Linked DNA regions of Muntiacus reevesi: region 2 is linked to region 1. Evidence: chromatin contacts called from public Hi-C data. All regions are on one chromosome and are shown on one strand. Each heading gives the region's core, a stretch centred on a gene start, on an enhancer-like site or on the middle of the called end of the contact. The rest is flanking DNA. Distances are from core to core; before and after follow the strand shown. Region 1 holds the start of MRPS28 (mitochondrial ribosomal protein S28). Region 2 holds the start of HEY1 (hes related family bHLH transcription factor with YRPW motif 1).

Region 1 (6,393 bases), core at 563-3,062:
AGACTGTCTGAATCCAGAGCTTTCATTCTTAAACATTAATGATGTAGTTCAAAAACCTGAATGTTTTTAAGTATATCTGTATATATAAATAACTTATACTCATATATGCATACATAAAATCTCTAGTAGTATACATTTATAAAAATACACCTTCCAGCTTTGAGAAAATGAGGGAAAGGAGGCTTTTATATGCACACAGTAACCTTCAATGCTATTTATATTCTCCTTTCACATCACTTTTATACTTTACAATTTTTTTCAAAATTCCTGATCACACAATAAAGACAAACTTTATTCATCTTGTAATGTCAGAATACTCTGCAATTGAATGGTTCCAGAAACTTCAAAGAGAGAAATGAAAGATTTTTCACAAAATTGAATCTTTACACCAATACCTATCAATTACTCATAGTCCTCATAATAAATATGGCAGAAAAATACTGAATACCTCCAATAAACACTAAAATAAAACTAACGTGGTGTGTTCGGTTTTCTTATTGCTCTGACAATTGTTCTTGCTCTGTTATTATTCTAGACTAGCATGTTTTATTTACGTGCTCAAGCCTGTGCTATCCTCACTTGTTTAACTGTTTGTGAGCTGTCACACAGAAATCTCAATTCAAAGACTGCCCAGGCTGTCTTGAAGTTCAAATGTGCACTGTGCGTTCTATTCCTTCATTCTCTCATCTGGCAAACACGGAGTGCCCACTAACAGTCAAGCACTGTGCTAGATGCCAGGCGGTTTCCTGTAACCCAGGACACTACCCGTCTGTGAACTGTTTGGGGCTGGTTCCCAAGGGGCTAAGCACAGAAATTGGGAGTTTATTTTTATACAGTTTAATACCGCCAAACTTCATGTCTGCTAGCTCAAAAAAAAATCTAATTTGCATTTCTGCCTATGTCTTCCATTTCACCTATCTAATAATTCTATCGTATTTTACAGAATTATTGCCTGGGGCAGACGGTTTTTTTTTTTAAAGGTCATTTACAGAAAAAGTGAAGCACTGATAGGTTAAATTACTTGCTCAACTTCATAGTGACACTAATTCTGTCATTTACCTATCCACTGAATTAAGAAATATTTCTGAAGAGCCTGGAACACCAGACATTGAGCTCCCCGCTGCAGCTGCTGTGCACAAGAGAAGCCGAGAGCCCAGCCTCTTCCAGCGTTGAGTCCCACTCGGAGTCCCAGGAGTCGCCCTAGACGTGCCGCCGGCAGCTCTCGCTGCTGGTTTCCCTTCTAGCACTCAATTCAGAAGACGCGTTCAAAGGGGTGTGGACAACGCAGGCCCAACATGTAGATACCATACAGAAGTACAACAAACCGACAAAACACACGACCGCACACTTTTCCAAGCGAACTGCCCAGACTCTACTTCCTACGCTGGACCCCGCCCCCGGCCCCGCCTCTCGGTCTCACCCAACTTAGCCCGGCCCAACAACGACGCCAAACTCCGCCCTGCCCCCGGTTCCACCCATTACGGCGGGCTCCACCCTGACTCCGCCCCCAACCCCGGCCCCGCCCGCCAACGAGTGCCTGGCTTAGCTCTCGCGACTCACCCTCGTCCGGCCGAGCTCCGCCTTCCGCTGCAGCTCCGAGAGCCGCTCCAAAGCGCTCGCGAAGCCGCCTGAGCGCGGCCTCGGCTCCGTGGAATCAGAACTCTCGCTTCCGGAGCGACTCTCAGTGCTTGCTCCTCGACAGGATCGAGAGAAGAGAAACACTCGCAGAAAATGACTCTCGGCAGTCACGGCACGGGTCCGACACAGCGCCGCCATGACGGATGCTCGACCTCTGACCTTTGGCTTCTCCGCAAGCGCGCGGGTCGCGGGGCGGAGCAACAAGGGACCGCCCATTGCAGAGCCCTGTGGGCGGTGGGCGTGGTCTGGTTGGCGTTGAGGCCATGTGTGGGTCGAGGGAGATTCCGGTTGGTGGACAAAATCTTTGATGGCTAGAAGTCCCCTGCTAGCAGCGGCCCGCTAAGTTTTGCCTGGAAAGCTTTCTGACTCGCAGCAATTTCGCCCTCCCAGGTACCCGTTGGGCCTTGTGCTGCTGTAAATTCTGATAATGCGACACTTGCTGCCCCCGCCTTCCGCGTCCTGCCCCAGAATGTCCGAAGGTTCTTACCCCCACCGCTCTTCAGGACTTTGCTCAAATGCGAGGTTCTCCTTGGCTTATGTAGAATTGGAACTTATGTAGAATTGGAACTCCAAATACTGTCGGACCCCCGCCACTTAACACTTCTTAATATGCCATGTAGTTTACTTACAGTAGTTGTGCTTAGCGTGTGCTCTGAATTTATGAACTCTATGAGGGAAGGAATTGTGCTGTTAAATCCCTGACAGCGAGCACATGGTAGGGCTTAAACATTTGGGTTCCAAGTGTGTCCTTCTTTGCCTGTTCAGTGGTCAGCCCAGCCACGTTACAAAAATATTAATTTGAGACATTTTGGGTTACCTCTGGCTGCAATCCCTTTTCTTAGGGAATAAGTTCCTAATGCCTAAATATGCACCACCCAGAGGATCCACGCTCACTTAAGATTTTCTCCCTTCCGGCGCCATGTTAATTGCCAGAATTTGCCCACTTTCTTCAAAACTGAAGAAACAACACCATAGTTGCGTTAATGAATTAAGCTGTCCATCCTTCTACCCAGGATTTTTATAAAAATACACACTTGAGCAAGCACTGTTCCATCGCATTTGCAAGTACTTTGAGGGAAGGAATTTTTATGTATGACCCCAGACCCTATTTTAATAATGCTTTTGACTATGAGACTTTTGTTTTTGGCCAGGCCAGGCATCTTGTAGGGAGCTTAGTTCCCTGACCAGGGACTGAACCCTGAACTGGACAGTGAAAGCTCAGAATCCCAGCCAGTGGACCTGCCGGAGAATTCCAAATAATCCTTTTGACTCTGGATTTTATAACTCTGATATTCTCATCAATTGTGTAGACAGTAGAAAGAACACAAGAAGTGGACTAACCTTTGTTGTTCAGTCGCTTAGTCGAGTCTGACTCTTATGACTCCATGGACTGCAGCACACCAGGCTGCCCTGTCCACTATCTCCCAGACCTTACTCAAACTCAAGAAGCTGAAGTTGAATGGTTCTATGAAAACCTACAAGACCTCCTAGAACTAACATCAAAAAAAGATGTCCTTTTCATCATAGGCAATGCCAAAGAATGCTCAAACTACCACACAATTGCACTCATCTCACATGCTAGTAAATTAATGCTCAAATTCTCCAAGCCAGGTTTCAGCAATGCATGAACTGTGAACTTCCAGATGTTCAAGCTGGTTTTAGAAAAGGCAGAGGAACCAGAGATCAAATTGCCAACATCTGCTGGGTCATGGAGAAAGCAAGAGTTCCAGAAAAACATCTATTTCTGCTTTATTGACTATGCCAAAGCCTTTGACTGTGTGGATCACAATAAAGTGTGGAAAATTTTGAAAGAGATGGGAATACCAGACCACCTGACCTGCCTCTTGAGGATTGTGTATGCAGGTCAGGAAGCAGGTTAGAACTGGACATGAAACAACAGACTGGTTCCAAATACAAAAAGGAGTACATCAAGGCTGTATATTGTCACCCTGCTTGTTTAACTTATATGCAGAGTACATCATGAGAAACGCTGGGCTGGATGAAGCACAAGCTGGAATCAAGATTGCCAGGAGAACTCAATAACCTCAGATATGCAGATGACACCAACCTTATGGCAGAAAGTGAAGAACTAAAGAGCCTCCTGATGAAAGTTTAAGAGGAGAGTGAAAAATTTGGCTTAAAGCTTAACACTCAGAAAACTAGGATCATGGCATCCAGTCCCATCACTTCATGGCAAATAGGTGGGAAACAGTGCCTGACTTTTTTTGGGGGGCCTTTAAAATCACTGCAGATGGTAACTGCAGCCATGAAATAAACAGACGCTTACTCCTTGGAAGAAAAGCTATGACCAACTGAGACAGCATGATAAAAAGCAGAGACATTACTTTGTCAACAAAGGTCCATCTAATCAAGGCTATGGTTTTTCCAGTAATCATGTATGGATGTGAGAGTTGAACTATAAAGAAAGCTGAGCACCGAAGAATTGATGCTTTTGAACTGTGGTGTTGGAGAAGACTCTTGAGAGTGCCTTGGACTGCAAGGAGGTCCAACCAGTCCATCCTAAAGGAGATCAGTCCTGAGTGTTCATTGGAAGGACTGATGTTGATGCTGAAACTCCAATACTTTGGCCACCTGATGTGAAGAACTGACCCATTTGAAAAGACCATGATGCTGGGAAAGACTGAAGGCAGGAGGAGAAGGGGGCAACAGAGGATGAGATGGTTGGATGGCATCACTGACTCAATGGACGTGAGTTTGGGTAAACTCTGGAAGTTGGTGATGGACAGGGAGGCCTGGTGTGCTGTGGTTCATGGGGTCGCAAAGAGTTGGGCACGACTGAGCAACTGAACTGAACTGAACTTTCATCATGGGGGGCTGGAATGCAAAAGTAGGAAGTCAAGAGATACCTGGAGTAATAGGCAGGTTTGGCCTTGGAGTACCAAATGAATAGGGCAAAGGTTAATGAGTTTTGCCAAGAGAATATGCTGATCATAGCAAACACCCTTTTCAACAACACAAGAGATAACTGTACACATGGACATCACGAGATGGTCAATACCAAAATCAGATTGATTCTGTTTTTGTAGCTGAAAAAGCAGCTCTATATGGTCAGCAAAAACAAGACTGGGAGCTGACTGTGGCCCATATAATGAACTCCTCATTGCCAAATTCAGACTTATACTGAAGAAAGTAGGTAAAATCACTAGGCTATTCTGGTATGACCTGAATCAAATCTCTTATGATTATACAGTGGAAGCGACAAATAGATTCAAGGGATTCGATCTGATAGACAGAGTGCCTGAAGAACTATGGATGGAGGTTCAAGACATCATACAGGAGACGGGGATCAAGATCATCCCCAAGAAAAAGAAATGCAAAAAAGGAAAAATGGTTATCTGAGGAGGCCTTACGAATAGCTGAGAAAATATGAGAAGTGAAAGGCAAAGGAGAAAAGGAAAGATATACTCATCTGAACGCAGAGTTCCAACAAATAGCAAGGAGAGATAAGAAAACTTTCCTCAGTGATCAGTGCAAAGAAATAGAGGAAAACAATTGCATGGGGGAAGACTAGAGACCTCCTCAAGAAAATTAGAGATACCAAGGAACTAATCTTAGAATAGTGCATAATTGTACGAATCACACATGACATTATTACTAGCCACCTGTATGGCAAGCCTTAAATTCAGTAGAGAGCATAAGATAAATTCTGTTCCAGGTGAGTTCTCTCCTTTGGTACATAAATTGTTTATTTCCCTTGCCTCTTGATGAAGTCTTGCCTAAGACATTTTTGCATTACTTTCTAAGGCTATTTCTACTTCTGTTTCCCTTCAGGAAAAGAAAAAATTGTAGTGAAAAGCTTTGGCCAGTGCTCTTAGTTCTAATTCAACCTCCAATCCTGATTGCAGGCGAGCCAATTTTTTGTTGCTGATTTGGTTTCCTCACATACAACCAAGTTATTAGTCTCTATCTCAAGTTTAAGGAAGTGCTCTGTAAACTTAATCAGCATCTACACAGTAAATGGGATCGCTAATATCCCAGGTCAAAAAGTCAATGGCTGTATTATATTCATGTCCTATCTTAGCCAGATGATAAATTCCTTTGTTTTGATAATGCATTTGGGGACAAATTCTGATGTTTTTAATGTATAAGTTTGTATCAACTAACTTCAAGCATGCCTAGTTCTCTGCCTTTGGCAGAGCAACAGAAGCATCAGATAAGATTGGGAAGGACTGAGTCAGTCTGCACACTGTCCTTCCCTATATTAGTGCCAATAGTAACATCGACGCTAATGGCAGTATTTTAACATCATGGCCCCTTCTGATCCTGCTCCGATTCCTTGAACCACACCTTCCTTCTTGATTTATTAAAAATACAAGCTGCTTTTTTCCCATGTAGCTTGCAAATTGTTAGTATGCTTTGTAAAAATAGTAATGGCAGATGGCAAGTGAATAAAATATAATTCAAATCCTGGCTTTTTGTCTGCTGGCTGTAATCTCATCTATAAAATGATGATAGCATGACAACCTTGAGTGAGGAATTAAAGGAAGTGGGTGTGAAATGCCCGTCACCTACTGAAAGCTCAAATAGTGGCTACTAGTGGCTAGATGGAAGTGATCACAAGGTGATTTAGAAGTTTATACCTTTCAAACATACAAGAAAACCTGGAAAAAAGGGCTAGTGATAACACTGGCAAGAAAAATGAGTATAACTGTAAAGATAAGTCCTTTCAACCATAGAGGTAAATGCTATCATTAAGGAAATCGTGTAGATGACCAGAGATGGGCCATAACATTT
Region 2 (7,061 bases), core at 39-2,538, 240 kb before region 1:
CAAAGCGCGCAATAAAAATAAAGCAGCAACTGCACCAATCCTAGCCCTCGGCAGCTAGTGTCTGCCCCCAGGCACTCAGGCGCCCCACCGGACATGAGACATACCTTTCCCTCCTGCAGTGTGTAGCATTTTCAGGTGATCTACCGTCATCTGCAGGATCTCGGCTTTTTCTAGCTTGGCAGATCCCTAGAGAAGAGAACAACAACAACAAAAACCTGATTTGGCACCTACTGCCTTTGGGGAACAACTTGAAATACATACGCACAGATGTGCTCTGTAAATCATAAAAGCACAGACAACAGCAAAATAAATTATCTTCGCAAAACATGTGGGAATCTGGATGAATTTGTTTCCTTCTCACAAACGCGGTTATTTTCCAAGGCACGGGTGAGGTTCAGATTAATGAGCCGAAGGATTCTGAAGGCGTGGGTAGCTACACCGAGAGAGCTACCTACTTTCTCCATTACCTGCTTCTCAAAAGCACTGGGTACCAGCCTCCTCAGCTCAGACAAACTGTTATTGATCCGGTCTCGTCGGCGCTTCTCAATAATCTGGAGAAAGCAGGCAAAACAACGGGAGACATTTCCATTACGATGTAAATTCTAAAGTGAAGAAAGGTGGTTCTTCCCGTTAATTAATAAAACAAACAACCCCCCCCCCCCCCCAAAAAAAGGGTGCACTGTAAAGAGACTCACGCCTCTCCGTCTTTTCCTGGCCAAGATCTGTGAAGATGTAGTTGGGGACATGGAACCTAGAGCTGAACTCAAGTTCCTAAATGAAGAGGGGGGGGGGGACAGGAATCGCCGTTAAGCGAGAGGAGGTGATCTGAGAGGTCGCCCCCACGCCCTACCCGTACTCAGATTTTTTAGGCAACTTGGGCTTGAAAGCACCTCCGGGTCGTTCACCCGGGGCCGAGGCCTGCCGGAGATGCGCAGAGGTCAGTGCAGGGCGCCGGCGTGCCCCGGGCTCTCATGCGCTGTCACCGAGGCCAGCCGACTCTAGCCTCCCGCCGCCAACTCACCCATTCTCATCCGCACTCTCCTTTTCCACCTCGATGGTCTCGTCCAGCTCGCTGTCCGAGGAGCTGTACTCGGGGTGGGCTCGCTTCATGCTGGCTGAGTGGGGAATCTGGGGGAGGGTCGGCGCGGCGGGCAGGGAGGAGTTAACTGCAGCGGCGCCTCTCCGCGCTCGACTGCTCGCGTTCCGCACACACTGGTCCGGCTCACGCTCTGCCTCCGGTTAAAACTCAACCATCCCTTTCCCACGCTGCGCCCCTTCCCAGGGCCCTGGGGAGGGCGGGGGAGAGAAGGGGGCGGACGAGGGGGCGGAGGGGCGGGGCGGTAGCTCCCGGGCAACAGCCTTCCCTCGGCCAATCCGGCTTCTCGCTCCTCTGATTGGCAGCCTCTCAGGAGACGGGCGGGGGCGAGGCTGAAGCCTAGGGCGAACCCCAGGCCCGCCCTCCCCACCCGCCCCTGCTCGGTGGCGGTGTGTCGGCTCCGCAGGGGCTCCACCGGGCCTCCGCTGCGGGGGAAGGAGGCGGCGCGGGCGGCGCAGGGCCGGCGGCGGGCAGGCGGGGGAGGCCGGGCCGGGACACCAACCCGCCGTCGGCCGCGGCCCCGCCCCGCCCCGCGCGCCCCGATTGGCCTGGCCACACGCCAGGGCCGCGCCTGCAGCGCCGCCGGTGAGCCGCACGCGCCGCGGGCCGTGGGAAAGTGCCGGCGCCGCGGCCGCCAGCCAATCCGGGCGACCGACGGCGGCGACGGCGGCCGCGCTGGCGGCGGCGGCGGCGGCGCTGGGCGTCCGCATGAATGGAGAAGAATGGGCTGGCTGGGGAGCGGGGCCGCTTGAGGGCGCGCCGGCGGGGGCTGGGCGGCCGCGGGCCAGGCCCCCCGTGTGAACCTGTAATCGGAGACTGGGCGCCGGGCGGCCCCGGAAGCCACCGCCCTGTGGCCGCGGTAAATCTCGGCTGCCCGGCAGCCGGTGTCCGGCGGCGGGAGGCGCACGCCGCAGGCGAAGCCGGGCCCGAAGCACCTGGCCAGGCGGCGCGCCGAATGCCGGGCGGAGGGTGCGGGGCGCCAGGAGAGCGGCCGCCGGGGCGCCGTTCACTGTGGCCTCTAGCCCGGGGCCCCGGGCGCTTGCAGGGGAAGATGTGGTTTCGGGGAATGTTCTTTTTCGGGTTTTGGAGCTCTGTCCTCACCAGCAGACGGACTAGCTTCCGCAGGGGCTTCCCAGCCTCCGGGATGGAATAAATTTCCCTGTGCATCTGGGATCCAGGGAAATGGAGCGCTTGTTTGCTGGGCCGACTGGGGCGGGGGGGCAGGAGTGGGCGGATGGGGGGGCAGCTGGGGCTATTCTTTTTCTTTTTCTTTTTTTTTTTCAGGCGTTGGCGGCCAGATCCTGTCAGCGGGCGACAGAGTGGCGGGACTCTGAGCATTTGCGTCTGGGGCCGCCCTCGCTGCTGAGATTCACGTCTCTGACCACCAGACAGACACGCGCCCCCTGCACATCCTCCGCCTCGGGGGTGGCGTGGCGGGTACTGGGTACTACGTGTAGTTCCCAGTCCTCAAGGAGATAGATGTTTTACAAATGTATGTTGTGTGTCTCGGACTGCTTCCTGATTTGTAGGAGGTTTTTCTGAATTTAGGAATCCAGGCATCTCTCTCCCCTGACAAAGCAGCAGAGCAGTACATATTCCTCTGAAGTCCACTCTTGGGGACTGCAGTCCTTCAGTGATGGAAAGCCCGATAAATATTGTTAAGCATGACAGAAACATTGTCACCTTTGCAAGTTGCTTGTCCGTTTCTATTCTTCCTTAGTTTATTGATCTCAATGCCTACATTTCAGACGCCACACACTCAGTGGCCTGAGCCTGATACGGATCGAATGTTTCTCAGCCTCTCACCCCCACACCGTAAGCCACTTCCTGACTCTCACTGAACCTCGTATTCCACTAAACCTCTACCACCTCGAGCCCCTCAGTCCTTTCCAGGAGGCTCTTTCTGCTTTCCTGTCAAGGCTGGGTCCCTCCATCAGCCAACTGGGATTTGTTATGGCCGGCCCACCAGGCACCCTTGCGCCCTGGTATTGCACCGGAGGCCACTTCTCAGTTATTCTGCCCCACCCCAGCCCCCAACCTCGCGGATAACCCCACTATTTCCTTTCTCAGCTCTTGGCTCAGGTGACAGAGCTCTCTAGGGTCTGATATAATCACACAAGTTCAGCCTCCGCAGCCTTAAATCTAGCAGGTCATTGCTACCGGCCACTTCCCTCCCAGAACCTGGTGGTCCAGGCATAGGAAACCATCCACCCACTCCCCTCTGCCTTCCAGAAGTTCCTCTGACTTTCAGTTTCTTTCCCTGCCCTAGAAGTCATTGTGTCCACTACCCCGCTGTGGTTCTGTAAATTTTCCCAGCCTCTGGAATCTACAAGTGAGTCAACCTTTCCTGCCTTGGCCCATTTAGGCCACTTTGTGGAGTCGTGGGCAAGCTGCAGATAGGTGGGGGAGAGGAAACTACAAAGAGGGGTTGCGGATTCCTCACCCACATTGGTACCTAAGGAAAATAATTCTCCCATACTCAGTATTACTTTTCCGTCAAAAGTGAGGTCTGCATTGAAATCATCATTTCCAGTGCTTCTGAGCTTTGACTCTGGCACACTCACCCCCTCTCCCCTGGAGCGCAGCTGCCCCAGGCCTAACCTCTAGGGAAAGGGCCTTTTCCAAGACAGTGGGGTTGGAGGAAGGGTGATGGAGTGTTGTTCTTTTATACTTCATGGCTCCTGCAGTACCAGCCTCTTCCAGGTTGCATGCGGGCCCATTTCCTTGCCTGGTCTATGGAGTCTGGGTTTAGTTAGTTATTTGTGTCCTGCAGGTTGCCTTTCTCTGTGTTTTCTTTGGAAGAGATGCCCTGGAATAGATGGGTACTCCAGATTTGGGAATTCACTCACAGGGCTTGGCTTGAGCCAGGCTTCTTCAGAGGTGAACTCCTGAGACCTCCAGAGGAAAAGAGCTCAGCCTCAAATCACAGCTCCAATATTTCTATATGAAACAGGCTTAAGTTGAAATGGATGCACACACACTACTGTTTATGATGGATAACAGCAAGGACCTGCTGTGTAGCACAGGGAACTCTGCCAGTGTCCTGTGATAACCTATGTGAGTGTGTGTGCTCAGTCACTCATTCGTGTTCAATTCTTTGCAACCCCATGGACCCCACCAGGCTCCTCTGTTCATGGAATTTCCAAGCAAGAATACTGAAGTGGGTTGCCCTTTCTTTCTCCAGGGGATCTTCCCAATCCAGGGACTGAATCTGAGTCCTGTGTTGGCAGGCAGGTTCCTTTACCACTGAACCACCAGAGAAGCCCATGTATATGAGAAAGGAATCTAAAAAAGAGTCAATATATGTATATATATAACTGAATCACTGTGCATGTATGTTTGAAACTAAAAACATTGTAAATGAACTAAAAAAATTATATATAACTGAATCACTTTCCTATATGTCTGAAACTGACACAACATTGTAAATCAACTATACTTCAATTAAAAAAAAAATACCACCACTGTGGGAATCAGTGGCTCAGTCCCACTGGTGAACTCCAGAGACTGCATAGGGAAAAAAGGAAAGAAAGAGGCTTATGGATCATCAGCTGTCCAGAAGAGACACAGCAGTAGGCAGGTGGGGAAACCGCCGTGGAAGAAGCCGTGAACCATCAGTTATCCACGGGGGCTTTGGCCACTGTAGATGTCCTCGGTGAGCCCCTCTCTCTGGCCGTTTGGTGATGAACGCAGGTGACTTCGAGCAAACAGGTGTTGGGAATGTGTGCAGGAGGACCAGACTCCACCCACAGCCTCGAGAAGACAAGGGCTGCCTCTAGGCTTTCAGACAAGTTGCTCTCTCCATTCTGAGGCAAAACGACTTTTAGGTGAAGTCAGCCAGTGTTTGAAACATCTGGGTCTTGCTTATTTATGCATTCACTTGGAAAACTCGACAAGTCCCTCCTGTGTGCTGCGCACTGAGCCAGCCAGGAGCGTTGGATTGGGAAGCCAAAGTCCCTGTCAAGCTACTCATATGGGTGTGTGTTTCAGAACATCTTAGCTGCATGACTAAGTGGCCAGTTATTTAACCTCTTTAAGCCTCAGTTCTCCTCTCTGTAAAATGGGAATATTAATAATTATTATTTTCCATGTCACAAATTAAAATCAATTATGTAAATCATTTTACATAGTGCTGGGCCATTGGTAAGCACTCAAATAGTAGCTGTTATTATTAACTATTAATATACCTGAGTTACCAATGAGTAAATAAACTCAGCACTAGGTTACCCCTCAGTTTTCTTCAGATGCTCTGTTATACATCTAATAAGTAAATAAGCATCTAGTACCTAGACATATTAAATAAAACAGTGGGGACTTTTCTGGTGGTCTAATGGCTAACACTGCACTCCTAAGGCAGGGGGCCCAGGTTCGATCCTTGCTGAGGGAACTAGATCCCACATGCTGCAACTAAGACCTCACACAGTGAAATAAATAAAAAGTGTCTCTGAAAATCAGCTATACCCCAATATAAAATAAAAATTAAATTTAAAAAATGTAGGAAGTAATATCCTTTTAAGATGATGAGAAACTGCTTCTTGCAAAGAGCACTAGATTATTTTGAGTAGAGGGAAAAAAAGACGCATCTGCTATTCATTATTAGTGAAAGTTGTGCTTTTTGAGTGTCTTTCTAAGGAGCATCCCTTGAATGTGCAGTGCTATGAGTATGAGGACAAATAAGTCACGTACTTATGGAGCTCAGAGCTGGCTCCTTTCTGAGAACCCACCAAATCAGAAACCACAAAGCAGAGTCACCCCAAACTGTCAGACCCAAATTCTAAGTGCCAGTTTTCCTCTGGTCCCCATGCTTGCCTCTTTTCTCTAGATGCCTGTCTCAAATGCCACATTGCCTTGTGGCATGTCATGCCGCACAAAAATGCACTTCCACTCTCAGCTATCCTAATTGAGGTCAGATGTAAGACCCTCTGTTTGCCCTGAAGGAATGTTTAATTGGAATCCCATCAGACCGCAGTGTGGCACAGCAGGAGAGGCAGAGGACTCCAAGAGTTTGAATTCCCCTTCCCTGGTTCTGTGACTTGGAGCTCATGACCACACCTCTCTCACCTCTCTCCTCTGAGCCTCACTTTCCTCATCTGTAAATTAAGAATTATCCCTCACTGTTAGGTTTTGACTTTCTGAAAGGTAAAATGAGACAAAGTATTTTGTAAAGATACTATATAAATGATACGCCTTCTGCCTATGAGTTATAGTGGTAATAACATGGGTTGTTCCATCCAGTTTGACTGGACCCCTTAAGAGGAAGCTTCTGTAGGTTTTCTTGCTCCTGTCAATGCATTCCTTCAGATGGGCCACTCCATCTTTAAAAAAGAAAAAGAAAAGGATATTTAAAATGCCAAAGTACATTTTACAGAACATTAACGTTTCAAGATTCTCTGTTAAAAAAATCTGTTTTCACATTTGGGAAACTCTTGGCAATCTCAGGGTGCATGAAAGCATGCACAGTTCTGAGAAGTCCTAAGGAAAGAAGCCTCATTGTCATGTCTGACTCAGCACTTCCCAAGTTCATCATCTCTTTTCACATAGCATCTGCTAATAGTCAACTAAAACAGCATCCCTAAAGAATAGACTTTAGGAAATTCTTTACTAGCATAAGGATGGATACACTTAGCTTTTGATTAAAGACCACTGACCCACAGAAAATTAAATTAAGCAATGAAAAGCAACTTAACGAAAAGTATTATTGAGTTCTGAATATAACTTTTGATTTAAAGTTCTTTGCTGACTGCTCTGAGAAACCAATTACTTGAATAAAATTTAAATAAACAGCAGACACTCATACAGTACTTACCATATGCCAGGCAGTTTAAGAACTTCATATATCATTAATTGAATCCTCACAGTAAACTAAGAAGGAGGAATTACTGGGTTTTTTTTTTTTTCCATTTTAGAAGAAGACCAGCAGAGACAAGCAGGAGATGTGCCCAAAGTCATATCTGAATCCCTGCTA

The links. Hi-C and Micro-C count contacts between places; a contact is called where the count stands out from the background.
Region 2: a Hi-C map of muscle shows a contact between it and region 1, with 6 times the contacts expected there. The contact joins the promoter of HEY1 here to the promoter of MRPS28 in region 1. A contact is called at or near these places in 2 of 3 Hi-C or Micro-C datasets (blood and muscle).

The regions. Positions count from the first base shown.
Region 1 is chr12:36,332,021-36,338,413 of mMunRee1.1, reverse strand. MRPS28 (mitochondrial ribosomal protein S28) reads right to left here and starts at 1,812. Exons shown (of 3, transcript XM_065902529.1): 1 at 1,561-1,812. The coding sequence starts at 1,776.
Region 2 is chr12:36,573,737-36,580,797 of mMunRee1.1, reverse strand. It overlaps HEY1 (hes related family bHLH transcription factor with YRPW motif 1), which reads right to left and starts at 1,288. Exons shown (of 5, transcript XM_065902697.1): 1 at 1,022-1,288; 2 at 696-771; 3 at 468-551; 4 at 105-186. The coding sequence starts at 1,110.